Regions from separate parts of the Mus musculus genome. Here region 1 is linked to region 2. Evidence: chromatin contacts called from public Hi-C data. All regions are on one chromosome and are shown on one strand. Each heading gives the region's core, a stretch centred on a gene start, on an enhancer-like site or on the middle of the called end of the contact. The rest is flanking DNA. Distances are from core to core; before and after follow the strand shown.

Region 1 (3,129 bases), core at 550-3,049, 4.2 Mb before region 2:
GGGCGGGAACTGCCTCTCAGGAACTCCTCACCCAACCCTCACATGTGAGGGCGAGTCCACTCATCCCCAGCCCTCCAAGCCTACCCATCCCTGGGCACCTCTTTACCCCAAGAACCCACGGGGTCACCTCTCACCCCCTTTCCAATCCACATCCTCCAGAGACCTGAGGACATTACTAATAGGCAATGCTATCCCCCACCAACTTCATCCTCTTCTTTCACATTCCCCAAGCAATGCTGTGCTCCTTCACTAAGTAGAAACAGCAATGCAGCAGCTTCCTCCACTGAGACCTTCCAATCCTTTCTCCATCCCCCTCACATCACCAAACATCAAGGACCTCCCCCAAATTCCTAGTCACCTCACTTCCACCCATATGCCCAAACTTGTGGACCTCTCCCCAGGCACTTCTGTACCCCAAACCCTCTGAATCATCTCCCTGCCTGGTCCCCCAAGTATGGACACCCTGAAATGGTAGCTCCTCCTACTCTAGTCCCCCTAGTGACCCCAAACCTTGGAGACAGCCTTTGTAGGAAAGTCTATTTCGCATCCTCCCCTTGCCCAGATGGTAACACTAAAGTAACAGACCTCTCTAACTCCATGCCCTCCTAAATTAGGGACTGTGACCCTCACTCTGTTCCCTGAGTGGGGACACCAAGACTGCAGTTCCTTCGACTCCCAGGTCTTCCAAATTTGGGATCTCCCCAAGGTGGCAGCTTCTTTAGTCCCCAGATCTCTCCAATCCTGGAGGAAGCCACCTGCAACACTGCTGTCCCTCACCCCAGGTCCCACAAACCTCTCTCAGATGTCCTGCCAGATGTCCCTCTGGCCCATGGTTACTTTCCAGCCCTGTCTCTCAGGTGTGGAACCCTCAACGTGCTGACTTCTTTTATCTTCACTCTCCCAGGCCCCAACACCAGGAGGAGGTAAATTACTAGGGTTCCGTTCCAGCCCTGGTACGCAGGTGGAGACACCAAGATGGTCCAGACAGCTCCCTGGCCACGGACGCCCTCACTCACGTTGGAGATGTTGCCCCAGAGCCTTACTGTCTTCCAGCGTCAGGGTCACCTCTTCCCACACCTTCCCTAACTCCCCAAAACCTAAGCCAATTATAGTCATTGTTGTATCCCCAAACCTTCAGGGTCACGTCCCAGCCCTATTCCGGGAGCTGGGACAGTTAGGGAAGCGGCTCCTTCCATCTCCAGCTGACCAAAATCTGGGGTCATCCCATTCACTTCTGTAATCCAAATCCATCCAAATTACCTTCCAGCCCATGTCCTGGTGGGGACCACCACAAGGTGGCGGCTCCTTCCACCTCCGGTTCCCACAACCTTAGGACGTCTCCCCCAGAGTCCTAACCTTTGATTTGTCTCTCCAGGGCCTCATCTCTAAGATCACTCCCCTCCACCTCGATGCCCAGTCGAGGCTAGGTTCAACTCGAGGGTCACCCACAGCCACTGTTACTCCTCCACAATCTCCAAGCCTCGAGCCCGAGTAGGGAACCACCGAGTCCCCGAAATCGGAGGCTCACCTTAAGTCCGTGACCCCAGCCCGGTCCCAGCACCCCGCTCTTACCCGCCGCGCAGGCGCCTTGGCCGCTCAAGAGCGTGAAGGCCAGCGCCAGCAGCAGCGCCGCCGCCATGTCGCCTCGTCCAGGAGCTGCCCCACTGCGGCTCTATAAGAAGGGCGGGGCGCGCGCACGCAGGCACGCACGTACGCACGCACGCGGCGTCGCAGGGCGGGGCGCCAGGCACACAGGGAGTAGGCACGTACCCAGCGTCCGCCGCTCCCGCTCGCGCTACAGGAGCGGAGCGGGTGGAGAAGCGTTGGCACGTGACCACACAGGCCACACCCTCGAGGGGGTGGGGCCTGGAGCCTGGACTGCCCTTGAGCTCGCGCGCGCGCGCTCTCGCCTCGCTCGTGCTCTCCCTCTCTCCCCCCCTCCCTTACCCCCAATCTTTCCCCTCCCCTCTCCTTTCTCCCCTATCCCCGCTCTTCTCTACCCCCTCTCTCTCCTCTGTCTCTTTTTGAGACAGGGTTTCTCTGTGTAGCCCTGGCTGTCTTGAAACTTACTCTGTAGACCAAGCTGACCTCGAACTCAAACATCCACCTGCCTCTGCCTTTGGATGGAGTGCTGGGGTAAATGCCTGACCCACGATGCTCGGCTGTCCTTTTCAAAAACAAACAAACAAACAAACAAACAAACAAACAAACAAACCAAAACAAAAAAACCCTTACATTTCAGCCTGTTGGTGGTGGCACATGCCTTTTATATCCCAGCACTCGGGAGACACAAAGCAGGTGGACAGCCTAATCTATAGAGTGTGTACCACCAGGACAGCCAGAGCTGCAAGAGAAACCCTGTATCAAAAAACCAAAACCGAATAAAACCAAACCAATCAAAAACAAATTATATTTGAAGGTCGTGCACTGTGGCGCAGGCTTCTAACCCCAACATCGGGAGGCAGAGGCGAGGCAGGCATCTGAGTTTTGAGGACAGCTTGGGCTCTAGCTACGTAGCCAGTTCTAGACTAAGTTGTAAGGTCCTATCTCAAAAATGTATTTATTTGTGCTCGCTTCGGCAGCACATATACTAAAATTGGAACGATACAGAGAAGATTAGCATGGCCCCTGCGCAAGGATGACACGAAAATTCGTGAAGCCTTTAATATTAAAAAAAAAAAAAAAAAAAAAAAGGGGCTGGTGAGATGGCTCAGTGGGTAAGAGCACCCAACTGCTCTTCCAAAGGTCTGGAGTTCAAATCCCAGCAACCACATGGTGGCTCACAACCATCCGTAACGAGATCTGATGCCCTCTTCTGGTGTGTCTGAAGACAGCTACAGTGTACTTACATATAATAAATAAATAAATCTTTAAAAAAAAAAAGTATTTATTTGGGTGCTAGAGAGATGACTCAGTGACTAAGAGCACCGACTGCTCTTCCAGAGGTCCTGAGTTCAGTTCCCAGCAACCACATGGTGGCTCACAGCCATCTGTAATGGGATCTGACGCCCATTACAGATGAGGTTCTGGTGTGTCTGAAGAGAGCAACAGTGTACTCACATAAATAAAATAATTTGTGTGTGTGTGTGTGTGTGTGAGTGTGTGTGTGTGTGTGTGTGTGTGTGTGTG
Region 2 (3,121 bases), core at 409-2,908:
GTAAACAAATCACTGTTTACATGGAGTTAAATAAAATGCAAATAAAAGCAAACTCAGTCTTTCAGTCACACCAGAAATATCCCAAGTAGTCAGCCACCACATTTGGATAAAGGCTACAGAACCTAATAGTACATATAGACCTGAGCCCCAAGGAAGCTAGGAAAAAGAGCTTGCGCTTTTCAATCCAGCGTTTTGAATCCCCACCAAAAAGCAGACCAAAACTGTCAAGGCTACGGTGCTATAAATAGGAAATGTTCATCAAGCAGAGAAATAGGGTAAACGCTCGACTTTAAGTCTCACTACAAGACAAAGACTATGCACAGGGCTTTTAAAATGCTGAGATTGGAAACGACTCAAAACCGGAGCACACCATTTATTTGCATGAGAAGACTGTAAGGATGCTAAACACAGTCTCTCTCTCTCGGTGAGGAACCACGGCTTTCAACTTTAGGAGTGTGGGTTTCCATGCTGAAAATGGTAGGGAAACACTGCAGGATGATAGCCAAAGGTTCAAAAAAAAAAGAGTAGCATCTACAAAGTGGATCGAACATATAGCACGGCAACTTGATTAAACTTCTGCAGCAGCGTGGAAAAGAGGGCCACTGCAGGAATGGGAGTGGAGGCAGGGATGAAAGGGACGTTGTAAATGATGATCCAAAAGGAAAGGAGGTAATTAGCAAGAAATGACTGCCCGTAAGCTTCGGAAATCGGTGACCTGAGAAGGCACCGAACGTGCAGACTAGGCGTAAATTAATAACTGTTCAAGGGTTCGGGAGATGAGCTTTGGATAGGCCCTGGCTTCCCGCCCTCCGCTAAGCAAGCCCCGCTGAGCTCCTCCGCAGCGGCCCTTCCAGCTCCTAAACCCCCTGGGGAAGCCCTGGCCTCCTCTCTCCCGTTAGCCGCCTCTCCTCACCAATTAACTGCAGGCTTTATTTTTTTTCCGGTTCTGGCACAAACGTTAGAAGGCGAAGGCGAGAGAACGACCGGCCCGACTCTCACGAATACCACGCGCTCCCAGAATGCCTTGCGCAGGCCCCTCCCTTTCCTTTAAGCCTACTTGCCCTTCACTCTCACTTAGCCGGCTGGGGAAACCAGGGCTCTAGCACAATAGTTCCGGCACCGGAGAGGGCCCGGGGGACCGCCGGAAACACCAATCCTGGAGCCCAACAAGGGAACATGGTAACCCTGAGTACTGTAGTGGCGGATTGGGCGGGATCTGGGCTTGAGCCCAGTGCTCTGGGGAGACAGGAAGTGAGGCTTGGACTAGAGATTTAAGCTTTGGATCCGGCCACCGGCAGGTAAGGGACGCACTGAGCCCTGGGAACTCTCATTATTCCTTGTCTGGGTAAGAAGACCTAAAAGGAGTCGGGAAAGTGTTCCCTGGAGTCTCGATAAGGCACTGCGGAGAACCAGAGCTTCCATCTGAGGCTGCAGAAGAACAGACCTAGCGGAGGGAGAGCGTGGGGAGCCCACGTCGCTAGGGGAAGGGCTTTGGGGGCGGGGCTCGGGGAGGGGCGGGGCTCGGGGAGGGGGAGGGGCCCCCGGAGCGTTTCAGGGAAGGACCTACGGGTAGCGGGTTCTGGAAGGAGAAGTGGGGGTGGAAGGGAAGAGGCGTGGCTTATGGAAGGGGCGGGTTTCCAGCGCCCAGACCTGGAAGGGATTAGGCGTGGCTTGAGGCGGCCTAGCCACCGCCTACCCGGCTCTGAACCGCGGTGGCGGCGGCGGCGGCGGAGGCGGAGGAGGAGGAACTCTGCGCTCACTGGCCGCGCTCGCTGCCCAGCAGAAGTCGCCGCTGCAATCAGCTCCAGGCCGGGGCCATGGGCGCCCTGCGCCATCCGGGTCATGAGGACGGAGGCAGAGGCAGCGGGGCAGCCGCTCGAGCCCGGTCAGTGCCTCTCTTCAGGGCCTTGCCTTCAACCGGGGGAACGGAGGGGGACTCCGCCCTAGAGCCGGGCAGGGTCTGGCCGCGCGCGACCTTGGGTCGTCTGCGGCCTCAGCCCAGCCTGGAGCTTCTAGTGGGTCCTAGCTAGGTGGATATTCCTTCTCATCTCCTGTCCTCCACTTAGGGTCGTTCCTGAGTCTCCTGGGGCTTGAAGCCCAGGGAGTGCTGAGAGCCGTCAAGTGGAAAAGTCCAAGGGGCAAAAAGGCACAACCTTGTCCAGAATCGAATAGCCCTGCTTGAAGCACGTTGGGTGATCCTATTCCCCGGGGAACTGTGGAAAGCCTGAGGCCGAGAAAGAGGGGGAAAGAATGGCTTGAGAGCTCTCAGCAAAGGGGCGGGAAAGAGGGGGAAAAGAATGGCCTGGGAGCACCCAGCAAAGGGAACATCTTTTTCTCAGCGCTTTTTGTCTTGGTACTGTTTTGGTTACTCGCTTACTGGTTCCCTCTGCCCTGAGGAAACCCGAGCCCCTTTGCTTACTCACGAAGTGGGGACAGCGGGAAGTTATGGTGGAGCTTAACACACAAGAGTTGATATTAATAAACTGTAAACAGTTGAGGTGCCATCTCAGGGGAGGGGTCAAAGGTTATGGGACCCAAACCCTTTAGTGTCAGTTGGCATCACGTTCAGGGAGTGGTTCCTTCTGGTTGTAACCTGGAGGAGCTGAGCTTGGACCTGTACTGGGATTACATATTTACTTCTCCAGTTAGCCACCGCTGTGAACTTTGACTAGATCATTGCCCCTATCTTAGCCTCAGCAGATAATGGCTCACTTGTGTAGGGTGACTAAGAGGTAGATGCAGTGTTAAGGTGTTTATAGATAGCATAGAATTAATCTTCATAAATCCCAGTGAAGTAGGTGACCGCTGCTTTCAGTACCTTTTGAGGTGAGCAGACAGGCTGAGAGGGTTAAAGAACCAGGAAGAGCTGTCTGTCTGCTTTCTCTTGTGGCAACCAGACAGCTGAAGCTAGGTCAGGGCTTTCTCCAAAGCAGACCCTAGGTTTCAGGTAGAGGACTGTCTTGGCTTAAGGCATCAATATCCAAAGCAGTTTTGGGCTCTGAATGCCAAAGCTGTTATCAGGACAAACACCAAGGCTGCTTCTACCCTTATCACCTCGCCCCAGAAAGCATCTTCCCTGTGCTAAGCAAGATCAGGATAGTTAAGCAGGGATGTTTGCCTT

Evidence for each region. A called contact is a pair of places that touch in the nucleus more often than the background predicts.
Region 1: a Hi-C map of B cells shows a contact between it and region 2, with 5 read pairs. The contact joins the promoter of Bsg here to the promoter of Gucd1 in region 2. A contact is called at or near these places in 1 of 39 promoter capture datasets (erythroid cells) and 1 of 484 Hi-C or Micro-C datasets (B cells).

What each region holds. Positions count from the first base shown.
Region 1 is chr10:79,703,028-79,706,156 of GRCm38.p6, reverse strand. It overlaps Bsg (basigin), which reads right to left and starts at 1,799. Exons shown (of 8, transcript NM_009768.2): 1 at 1,573-1,799. The coding sequence starts at 1,639. Gm25794 (a small nuclear RNA gene) reads left to right here and starts at 2,567; the gene lies at 2,567-2,673.
Region 2 is chr10:75,515,918-75,519,038 of GRCm38.p6, reverse strand. It overlaps Gucd1 (guanylyl cyclase domain containing 1), which reads left to right and starts at 1,658. Exons shown (of 6, transcript NM_175133.2): 1 at 1,658-1,885. The coding sequence starts at 1,843. Snrpd3 (small nuclear ribonucleoprotein D3) reads right to left here and starts at 997. Exons shown (of 4, transcript NM_026095.4): 1 at 914-997.